Regions from separate parts of the Bicyclus anynana genome. Here region 2 is linked to region 1. Evidence: chromatin contacts called from public Hi-C data. All regions are on one chromosome and are shown on one strand. The core of a region is the stretch at or near the end of the contact, and the rest is flanking DNA. Distances in the headings are between cores, read along the strand shown.

What was found. A called contact is a pair of places that touch in the nucleus more often than the background predicts.
Region 2: a contact with region 1 is called in a Hi-C map of whole larva, with 3 times the contacts expected there. The contact joins the promoter of LOC112043449 here to the enhancer-like site in region 1. A contact is called at or near these places in 2 of 2 Hi-C or Micro-C datasets (whole body and whole larva).

What each region holds. Positions count from the first base shown.
Region 1 is chr12:3,405,263-3,411,186 of ilBicAnyn1.1, reverse strand. LOC112043482 reads left to right here. Exons shown (of 7, transcript XM_024078902.2): 4 at 805-924; 5 at 1,745-1,907; 6 at 2,815-2,943; 7 at 3,447-5,924. The coding sequence ends at 3,672. Among protein-coding and RNA genes, the nearest start is that of LOC112043483, 16 kb to the right of the region's middle. Within about 2 kb of position 1,901, at least 6 of the 8 cell types and tissues checked have open chromatin away from gene starts, as enhancers often do.
Region 2 is chr12:3,505,722-3,512,176 of ilBicAnyn1.1, reverse strand. LOC112043449 reads left to right here and starts at 3,313. Exons shown (of 2, transcript XM_024078856.2): 1 at 3,313-3,490. The coding sequence starts at 3,314. LOC112043481 (sorting nexin-4) reads left to right here. Exons shown (of 10, transcript XM_024078901.2): 10 at 1-760.

The sequences.
Region 1 (5,924 bases), core at 652-3,151:
ACATATTATAGAACCTTGAGCTTCAATATCCGAGTGTTATTAGGACAAATCTGGGTTTATCCTCAATGTGGTATTAGCATTGGCAACCCTAGTTTTATGACTAGGGTAAATAGATTAGGGTTAACGGATTTAGATATAGATGGAATGACAGAATATTGAATTTTTTTAGTATTTTTTTGTAATAATGAAGTAAAACTTCTTATTGTACGCTCGATTTGGGGAATAAGATGATGAATGCACTAAGAAAAGTGTAATCGGGCGAAGCTTTGTAAATGCTGCCATCTATAGGCACAGTGAAACAGTCTTTGTTATTTTAAAGTACCAGTAGATGGCGTTCTTATAGAACACTGAAACAATCCCTTTTGTACTTGTTGCGATGAAGTTATATCTGCGGGTCATAGATGGCGCTATGTTTTTTATTTTTAAAAGATGTTTTACTTCAGTCTTGTATATACATTTTTATGTAATTCGTATACTTATATCTATGTTCGTTATCAACCCATATTCGGCTCACTGCTGAGCTCAAGTCTCCTCTCAGAATGAGAGGGGTTAGGCCAATAGTCCACCACGCTGACCCAGTGCGGATTGGCAGACTTCACACACGCAAAGAACTAAGAAAATTCTCTGGCATGCAGGTTTTCTCACGATGTTTTCCTTCACTTAAATTATATATTTATATCTATGCACCAAAGAGTAAATTAATGATGTAATTTATATTCTGTCAAGTTCTGTTTACTACGCAGGTATATATAGCGCTGATTTTCAGATTTTGGATATTATGCTAACCCTAATTTTAATTTCCAGGAATAGTCTTATGCATGTTGATGCGCGCCGCCCAACGCCGGCAGCGCCGGCTCGCGTTCCACTGCCCCATACACGGGGACTTCTACCCGCTCAGCCCGCAGAGCACTAGGAAATATTCACGTGAGTACATCTCATGTATGCATGAAGGCCTCAAACCTCAGACCAATTATAGAAGGACCTGTATCGCACTCATAGTCACGAACAAAATTGTCTGTCATTTTCTGAGAAAAACGAGCTTAGATTTTTATTTTTTATTTTTATTTCTTAGGGATAGTTAACATTTACATATTTGAAATACATCTTATACTAAATTAGAAGGTTCTGCCTGTTTTTTACAACATTCAACTACACAAAAAAGTATTATACGGAGCTCTTTAACCGACAAACACGATTACAACTATGAAACATCGATACTATAGAGACAGTTTTTATAAATTTACATTAGATCGTTAATCATATTTGACAGAAAAGTAACGCTTAGCGAGCCATTTCCTATACTATAATTGGTCTGAGCTGAATGCTGATGCGTGTCATAGAAACTTTATATACCTTCGCCAAATCTTACACTCAATATGCTAGTAAATATAGCGTAGATAATGCTATGGGTTTAAAGTAGTAAGTAGAAAAATCCCAGGTCCCAAAAATTACAAAGTATCAAGACTAATGGCTTAACACTAGACGCGCCCTTGACTGAAACGTCTCTGGGCAGGGAGAACAACAAGAACGGAGAAGGGGAGTGTTCATCGATTGAATGGAGCTTCTTAACCCTAAATAAATTAGTCTAAGGTCACGAACTCTGATCGGAGATTTTCTTTCTGAAAATCAACCCGATCGACACCTGCTCGGTTAATGCATGGCATGCTAAGATGTTTCGTCTCTACCTTTGACTCCTAATACACGCACCACAATTTAAATTAATAGATTCATTTTCAAATTCCAGGTAGCCCAGGAGGTCTATGGCGCTGGCTGCGCGGCTGGCTCGGCATGATCGAGGAGGGTGAGACACCTCGCTGCCCGCGCTCTACGGAGCCCGCGTCACCGGCGCGCGCCGACGCACCCTGTCCGCCGCCTTTACCCTTCCTAGTGCCTAGCGACTCTGTTGTGTGAGTATCATAGTGATCGGTCAGAGTAGGAGGCATGCTCTAGGGAGAGTTTCCCTGCTGTTTGCACCACGGAGCCCGCGTCGCCGGCACGCGCAGTATGACTGTCATAGTGTTCAGTCGTCGGAATAGGGCGCATGATCGAGGGCGAAACACCCCGCCGCGCGCGCTGTCTCACCCTTCTTAGTGCCTAAAGATTCTGTTGTGTGATTAACAGTGCTGTCCCGTGATTAGTAAAGGACCAGACGAGATTCAATTGTGGCACGCTTCTATATTTTTTTAATACTAATGAAAAACCAAGCAATTGATACACCTTATGGTTAATGGCAAACCATCGACTAGACATATACAGAGCAACATTTCGCAGGATATGTAAGGAATACGTTTTACGGACGTGCTGCAATATGCCCTTCGTTATGACAGCTGCGCAGGTTTTGCAGTTTTGCAAACAGCCATGTCCTTCAAAATGCTAAGCCCGTCATTCTTAGGCAACTACTTTACTTTACCATAGCTTGAGCCATCAGCGCCTGCATTCTGTAAAGTAACAGCGGTGTTTCCATAGCAAGATATGCATAGCAATAGCATAGCAAGAGCAAGCAAGCAAGATTTCCAAGTTTCCATATAAACAAAGTTAAAAATCGAATAAACACGTTATTGGCGAAAGATTCATCGACGAGTGTAAAATAACGGAATCACGGCTAAACACGCTAATGTTACATACCTTTGAATTTGAACCATACCTAATCGCGTAATAATGTCAAGTATGACATACGTTTTAATCGAGAACCTCCATCTTTTTTTTGTCGATAAAAATGCATCTGCTCGCAGCAGAACTATCTTCTCTAAAGCCTAAAAGTTTCTCTAATTACTGCTGTGTGTGTTAACATATCGTATCATTATTTCTTTGCAGAGGAATGGCGTCAGTACTGGGTGCGCCCTTAAGCCCCGAACAGACGTTCGGATCGATCAAGTCGTTAGCGATCTCCAGAGAAGTAGCTAGCTTCCCATTGTCTCGATCACCGACTCCGCCGCCTATGAGGTAAAATATGTATATTAATTTATAATAATAAAGCCATTAGCGTTATTTTTTTTTTGGGATTTTATTTTAATAAAATTGATAACTATGTTAAAGTTGAATAATAACTTCAATAATAAGTATTAGTCATCATGAACAACCCATATTCGGCTCACTGTTGAGCTCGAGTCTCCTCTCAGAATAAGAGGGGTTAGGCTAATAGTCCGCCACGCTGGCCTATGGCCTGGCAGACTTTACACACGTAAAGAAACAAGAAAATTCTCAGTTATGGGGGTTTATTCACGATGTTACCTTGACTATTTGAAACACGTGATACTTAATTTCTTAAAATGCATATAGGCCCTCCGAATCGAAGGCAGGGATCATATTATCTTGGCTATCACGGCTCACTATTAAGTATTAGCAGGTAATATTATTTTACCATCCGCTAGCAAAGCCTACAAATTAATAACGAAATATTACACACTTTTACTATTTAATCATGTGTATTTGTGTTCATTTTCCAGTTGCCCGCCATTCAAGGACGAGTCAAAAGTCGAGAATATTCCAAACTTGGTGCCCCCGCATTCGGATTTCGATTGCGGTCCCACAACTTTCAACTACCGCGTGGTAGAGTGCAAGCTCACCACCACAGACGAGATATCGCGAAGTGCCCCACCTTCCACGGTGTTCAAAGACAATAAGAGACCTGCGACAGTGTGTATAGCTATACCGAATGAAGGTAAAGGTTAAATAAAGAAGACACTTGAAAAGAAGTATAGTTAAACAAATCAGTGTTCAAATTTGGAATGGCTGTCCGTATTATAAGTAATTAACAGGAGACATAGACAAAATATTTTTTTTTTCATACACGCAATATAAGCTCAAATTGTACGGTAAATAACTTGCGTGTTATTTACGTGTGTATGATAAATGAATTTTGTCTAAACTAAAGTTGGACTCAGCTTTGTCGGCCATCATTTAATTTTGAGTTTTAGACTAATACGGTCCGACCAAAATTTGGTTGTCTATTAGTGGCATTTGGTGATCAACGTTCATGATGGAACTTTTGTAATTATGTTATTGAGCAAAGAATTATTATGCTTAGAACTACAATAGTGATGTTAAGTGGAGTCAAAGCTTTGTACGTTTATTGACACTAGTTCTATGCGTAATAATTCTAGTTATTGAGTGTATTTTGTGTGTTTTACTTTGACCGGTTGTCTTAACGACCATTCCATTGATGTGAAAATGGGCAGGGTTATTTTGAAAATACCTAAAATCATATTGAAATGTGTGTTCAAAATCATTAATTGCAGATTATGAAAGGGTTGCATAATTGGGATTTTAAAACTCAAGTCAAAAATCGAAATCTGGATTAAGTGAGTAACTAAAGCTTTTAAACCAAGTTATGTGGCGTTTCATATTTATCTAAATCTCATGTAATAACTTGGAAAAAAATAGGAAACACGCAGAAGAATACCAATTAGTAAATAGGCAACTTCGTAATTCCATATTCGAAACAGTCGGAACTTTATGTCATAGACTCATAGAGCATAGAGTGCGCTATGGACATAACAACAAAATAAACATTGAAACTTCTGCAAGATTTTTGCAGAAGTTTCACATGCCTACTTACTCTATTAAAGGTACATGATATTTTGTAGATCTTTCTTTGATTTCGTTTATATGTGCACCATTTCGTTTATAGTCATCATTATAAATAACATTTTTATAACGTTACAATTAATTCATAATTGAGGATCTAATGAATAAAATAGTATTTTTAATTTTACCATAATAATTTTATATCCTCCCGGTATTTGACATAATAACCCTGAATTAAAATTTTTTTTATCGATAATTTATAAATAATTATACAAAAAACACCAGTTTCGAACCTGCTCAATCACTTTGGTCTTCCGCTATCGCTTATTAATTTCACCACAGTTTATTTATTCGATATAGAAAAGCAATATTTTATTACTTAGACACATCGTTTTTCACAACACACTTAGATACAGCGAAAATAAACACAACGCTCATTGAGTAGTAGCAACTTTTTAAAACAATATTTTTTTTGCTGTCACTTTTAGTTTCACACCATATTAAATTGACACAATATTATAGTTTGAAATAGTCTGTGTAGTGTCTTTGCACCTTAAGTTTCAAGAAATTACTTAATCCCATACCAATAATAATAATTAGGGATGTCCGCTCTCAACTGCGGTTGAAACATGACTGACTCACCCGAGGACCGAGTCGCATCGTATAACCTGTGGGTAGGTTGAAATATACTACCGTCTATAAAACACATTAAAAAAATATTACTAGACTTACAGAAATGAAATAATAAACTTGTGATTTCGAAATAAAACGTTTTAAATATTCAAGTTCAATAGTAATAAAAAGTAAAATATTAAGTCAATATTATTAATTCAAACACTATTAAATTTCACTAACAAATAAAGTCAATTTTATATTACATGCATATTAAATTACGTATTTCAAAATACCTCAAACTCTAATGCCAGTCACACACGGTCAAGTACTCGTAAATCTACAAGTCTGCAACGCGCATGGGGATGTAGACAGTAAAAAATTATTGAAACCATCAAAATAACCATATTTCGATATTTTTTCACTGCCCACATTCTACGCAGTGTGTCAGACTTCACGGGTAAAAGTAAATTGAACAATTTAAATTTCAACGTCTGCAGTTTCAATAACCATTTGATTAGACAAATGAAACTAATTTCAGAAATTCAGTACACTGTGTCACAGAATACATAATTGAGCCTCGCTACTAGATATGAGCCGGCCCTCAGCATTCTAAGGAAAATATCAAGCAATCGCAGTCTGTTTCCACAAACATTTATGCTCGTAGGTTGGTAAGATACCCGCTAATGCCCACATTTCAAGTTGGCCATTACATTGGCCAATATGTTACCCAATGTGTAGAACGTATTGGCCAACTTACTTGCCCCATTTGACACATTAAACAA
Region 2 (6,455 bases), core at 2,064-4,563, 100 kb before region 1:
GAATTACTTTGTACTGAAACATATTTTTTTATAGTTAATAAAATATTAGTTATGCAGTTCGGTTCCGATATGCAATGGTCTCATGAATACTTTGAAGTTATGGGAAATTCTCCCGAGCACCCTGTATATTTTCAGAAAAAATAGGTTTCTTGCAATAAAAAAATCAGCCATTACTGGGTTTTGAATGGCATTTAAACTAACTAGCCAATCGGTAGCCAGTTCTGTCACTACTAGCGTCATATTAAGCCGGATTTATATTTGTCTGACGTGTCGTGTCGCGACGCATCAGAACAGAATCGGTATCATACATTTTGTATGGTAACGTTTACACTTATGTGTTGTGACATGTCTTGATGGCTTCTGATCAAATAAAAAAATCAGCCATTACTGTGTTTTGAATGGCATTTAAACTAACTAGCCAATCGGTAGCCAGTTCTGTCACTACTAGCGTCGTCTTAAGCCGGATTTATATTTGTCTGGCGTGTCGTGTTGTGACGCATCAGAACAGAATCGATTTCATACATTTTGTATGATCAGAAGCCATCACGACATGTCACAACACATAAGTGTAAACGTTACCATACAAAATGTATGACACCGATTCTGTTCTGATGCGTCGCGACACGACACGTCAGATAAATGTAAATCCGCCTTTACTTTTGTTTATTAGTACAAGTCGTTTTACCTACACTGTACAGTTTGAACATGTAAATTTTTATATTATAAAAACTATTTAAATATAAAATACTCGTTTATTTAATACCTGTTTTTGTTATTTTTTTCTAATTAATATCAAATAACCTTTTTTTAAGAGTCGTGACACTGATATGATCTCTATCTTCTATGATTATGGCCGTAGGTTCGAATCTGATCTGGACAACCTCTAACTTTTCAGTTGTGTGCGTTTTAAGAAATTATAACGAGTCTCAAACGGTGAAGGATAAACACCGTGAGGAAACCTGCTGATCTGAGTGTTTTCTTGATTCTCTACGAGTGTGAAGTCTGCAATCCGCATTGGGTCACCTTTCATATTTCAGCGATGTTTTTTTGGCCTTGAACTCGAAAAATTCCATATGTTCATTATATCAGCGAGATATTCAATTTTTCACAAATCTCGAATTTCAGGCCTATTTTCAGGAATGGATCAAATGGTGATGATAATTATATGCAAGCTTAACTAGAAATTAAAATTATAGGTCATCATAATCATCATTATCAACCGATGGACGTCCATGGACATATGCCTGTTGTGTGAACTTCGAAACACCACGGTCTCGAGCCGCCAGCATTCAGCGTCTCCCGCTGGATGTCGTCGGTCCACCTGGTGGGGGGGGTCTACCAACAACTTGGAATTCCAGCATCTTGGGACTCCTACTTCCATAAGCTTTTTGAACTATGTGCCCCATACTTAATAGATGGGTCAAGTACTTTGCAGATACTATAAAAAGACCTATATAAGACCTATAACCACAGGACGTCTATATACAAGTGGTATATAGACGTCCTGTGGTTAAGTAGAAGTTATTGATTTAATTTTATAGATAGAATAAAAATAAAGTTATCGCTTTCCATTCTAGTATTATTAATTTAAGTAGTTTATGATTCTACAGTGTGTTATGGTCACACGAAACCATTTTAATCGGTTGCCACTTGCTTGTCTATCGATCGCATATATCGCAAACTGTTGGTTTTTAGGTAGACTACCTAAGCGACCAATACAATCTGTCTAAAAAAGACGCTGGTATTCTTTGGACCTCTAATGTCTTGAAAAAAGAAGTTGTATTTTTGAACGTGTGCGAAATTTTTAAATTTTTATATGTATTGTATGTACTAGAGATGCGCCGAGTAACACTTTTACCGAGTAACGAGTACCGAGTTTTATTCGGGTCAATTTTTTTTCAACCGAGTACTCGGCCGATTAATTCAATTCAATTCAAAATTGTTTTTTTCAAGTAGGCTTAGTTTACAAGCACTTTTGAAACGTCAAGTTTGACTATTTGTAGTGACTCTACCACCAGCTCAGAAGGCGCAGTCTCCTGTTGAAAAGAGCAACGAGAAACTCAGTTGTTCTTTTAAATCTTTAATTTTAATTTTATTTAAATTAAATTGAGATTTTCAAAGATTTCATAAATTACTAATAAATACTTTTTGATTAACACTGTTGTTTTAATTATATTATGTACCTAAATAATGCTTTTCTTAAACAAGGTATACTTGGCATTCACCGACCGAGTTATTCGGCCGAGTACGAGTATCAAAAAATTCGCCGAGTACGCCGAGTACCGAGTATCAACCGAGTACTCGGCCCATCTCTAGTATGTACGTACCTAGTTAATGCCATACTTTATATAGCTTGGCAAGTTCTTTGATGACACTCCCATGACATGCGGGCGGCGGGAGGGGAAGGACTGCGCGTGTGTGAAGTCGTACGAGCGGGTCTGAAGTCGTACGAGCGGGTCTGAAGTCGTGCGCGCAGTGCATTGCTACCCCTCTCCTGTACCGTATAGGTAGGTACCTATTTAAAAAGTTTTATTCGTAGTACTTCAGACCTATTTGGAAGCATTAACATTTCTAAACGACCTGTATGACTAGTTTAGTGTTTTGGTTTGAAGTTTTGTATTGAGTAAATTATAAGTAGACTAGGGAGTAGTGATTTTTTTTTCAAAACGTCACGTTACAGAAATTGTTGGCGACCTCTGCTACATGAATAATTTGTATGTACGTCGTGTCCACCGCGAATCGATAGGAAATGGGTCACTACCATCACCAACTGTCATTAAAGAGCATCGTCTTTTTGTGGTGTTTACGGTTTAGTACTTATATTTTTACAAAGAAAATTTTAATGCCATAAAACGAATAGGTACATCGCAGTATCAAAAAATAGAAATGTTACTATATGTGCCCCGTTAAACAAGAAATATAAGTACAGATATATAGTTCGACTAATTCCTATATTTAATGTTATAGTGGGTTCTTAGAAGATGTGTTTTTTGAATTGAAATTATTGTAAAACCAAATAAATATCTCTGAAACATTGTCTTGAAAACTTGGATTCATTGAAAAATTACAATGAATTATTAATATCTGAAAGAGTATAATTTGATAGCTAAAAAGCTAGCTAAAAGCTAAAAAACAGAATCTTGGAATAATATTTTCGAGAGTTGATATTAAAATTGTTTTGGGCAATTATCGGTAATCCTGTATTCTATCTTATTGTGTTTTGAGAGTAAGTGATACTAGGCTCAAAAGGGCTAGAACTCAGAGCCGCTAAACCAGTAATAAAGAGCATCAAGAAAAGAGGAGAGAGAGAAAAATGAAGCATCAAGAAGTGTCCGTGGACTATTGGGCTATGCTGAAGTCGATGTTCACATACGGCGCTCTAGCGGCGCTGTGCTGGATCATGCTACGTCTGTTCCACACCGCCTTCACACTGCCGAGGCGGTTGCGGTCACAGCAGGAGAACATTCAGAACACGTTGAAGGATCTACAGGTTTGTCTTTGTTCTCTTTTTAATTTTAACCCTCGGCAAGAGCGGGGGATGGAGGGTCAACTAACGTCTATACCAGAATGCCATAGAAACGGTCAACTCCGTGAGTTGGCTGTAAATATGGTGCTAGGCTAGGACTGTTACTAACCCGCCCTGCACAGTGCACGAGTGGCGTGGGAAGTAGCGAGGGAATTAAACAGAGATGTCGAGTATTTTGTCGGTTTTGAGCGCGAGTAAATGGACTAGTACGCGCATATTATATTTATGACTCGTAGATAGTGTCGTCACAGGATACATAAGCCGTTTTATGTACCCCGAAACGGGAGCCCTTGCATCGCTACGTTATGACCAGAATATTTGCGTGCGTGTCGGTGAATGGTATTATAATAATAATAATAATAATAATAAAATCCTTTATTCAGTTGAAAAAACGCTCAAAATCACTCAGAGGGCTATGGAACGACCGATGCTTGGAGTTTCTCTGCGCGATCGAATCAGAAATGAGGTGATCCGTAGAAGAACCAAATTCACTGACATAGCTTAGCGAGTCGCGAAGTGGCAATCGGCAGGGCATATAGTTTGAAGAGCCGATGGACGATGGAAACCCAAGGTGCTGGAATGGCGACCCCGCACCGGAAAGCGTAGTACTGGTCACCCACTAGGTGGACTGAAGACCAGTGGCGTAGCGTGCCTTGCTGGGGCCCTATATCAAAATTAGTTGGGAGGTCCGATATGAAGGGTTTCTCACAAAAGAAACAAAAACGTTCGCTGATAATAAATATGACAGTGACCTATTAAGTAGAATGTTTTCAACTTTTACGGCGTTTAACGTTTATTGGCACCCGCTTCCCGGGAAGAAACGGGCCGGGAGGGGGGTAGAGATGCCCCGCTCGCACGACTTCATGCCCGCGCAGTCCTTCCCTCTGCCCCCTGCGCGCTCGACTTCACTAACGTCTATACCAGAATGCCATAGAAACGGTCAACTCCGTGAGTTGGCTGTAAATATGGTGCTAGGCTAGGACTGTTACTAACCCGCCCTGCACAGTGCACGAGTGGCGTGGGAAGTAGCGAGGGAATTAAACAGAGATGTCGAGTATTTTGTCGGTTTTGAGCGCGAGTAAATGGACTAGTACGCGCATATTATATTTATGACTCGTAGATAATGTCGTCACAGGATACATAAGCCGTTTTATGTACCCCGAAACGGGAGCCCTTGCATCGCTACGTTATGACCAGAATATTTGCGTGCGTGTCGGTGAATGGTATTATAATAATAATAATAATAATAATAATAATAAAATCCTTTATTCAGTTGAAAAAACAAAAAAACAAATTAAAAATCAAGAAGAAATTACAAAATATATTATAGTCTGACAACTTCGTTCGTAACACTCCCAATTTGGCGCGCGGGGCGGTGGGCGTGTAGCGATGAATGAAAAACCCACGACTGATGCACGCACGATTTCACACCCGCGCAGTATTTCCACCCCGTCGCCCGCATATCATGGGAGTATTATCAACGAACACTTCGAAGCGTTTGCGATCATAGAAAGAGAATCGACGTGCTACTTGGCTACAGGGGCAGACGCGATGCATTATATTTGGAAGTTTCATTCGGTACCGCGCAGTCCATAGATACATACATGCACTGCTTAAACCGTAAGGGTTCATTATAGATCTGTATTATTTATTAAGTAGGTACGTTTATTAGAAGAGCCGTGATAGCCCAGTGGATATGACCTCTGCCTCCGATTTCGGAGGGTGTGGGTTCGAATCCGGTCCGGGGCATGCACCTCCAATTTTTCAGTTGTGTGCATTTTAAGAAATTAAATATCACGTGTCTCAATCGGTGAAGGAAAACATCGTGAGGAAACCTGCATACCAGAGAATTTCTTAATTCTCTGCGTGTGTAAAGTCTGCCAATCCGCGTTGGGCCAGCGTGGTGGACTATTGGCCTAACCCCTCTCATTTTGAGAGGAGACTCGAGCTCAGCAGTGAGCCGTATATTGGTTGATAACGACGACGTTTATTAGAAATTTTAAGAGTAAAGTAAGTAGGTAGTTACCTAATAATAAAGAGCTTAATAGGTATGTACCAAGAGATAATAATACTAACAATGATATCTTATCGAATCAAGTAGGTAGGTAAGTATAAGATTGCAGTTGTAGTTATAAATATTTACTTAACTACCTACTACTTGTTTTTCCAGATATTTCCTTCGCGATATAGTTCAAAGTCAAAGTCAAAATTAATTTTTTTAAATAGGCTTAGTTTACAAGCTCTTTCACACAAAGGTCGTTAACTATAGAATAACCTCATATTCAATTCATACGAAAATTATCTCTATTTAATTTGAAATTAAATTGTAAATCGATTGGGAACGCGTGGACGACCAGACGACCATGCGGGAACCAAGCGCGCGCGCGTAGGTACATATCGGTGATAAACCGGTCGCCCAAGCAGGGTCAAATAGGATAGGCCTCATAAGTACGCTCAAAATCACTCAGAGGGCTATGGAACGACCGATGCTTGGAGTTTCTCTGCGCGATCGAATCAGAAATGAGGTGATCCGTAGAAGAACCAAATTCACTGACATAGCTTAGCGAGTCGCGAAGTGGCAATCGGCAGGGCATATAGTTTGAAGAGCCGATGGACGATGGAAACCCAAGGTGCTGGAATGGCGACCCCGCACCGGAAAGCGTAGTACTGGTCACCCACTAGGTGGACTGAAGACCAGTGGCGTAGCGTGCCTTGCTGGGGCCCTATATCAAAATTAGTTGGGAGGTCCGATATGAAGGGTTTCTCACAAAAGAAACAAAAACGTTCGCTGATAATAAATATGACAGTGACCTATTAAGTAGAATGTTTTCAACTTTTACGGCGTTTAACGTTTATCGGCACCCGCTTCCCGGGAAGAAACGGGCCGGGAGGGGGGTAGAGATGCCCCGCTCGCACGACTTCATGCCCG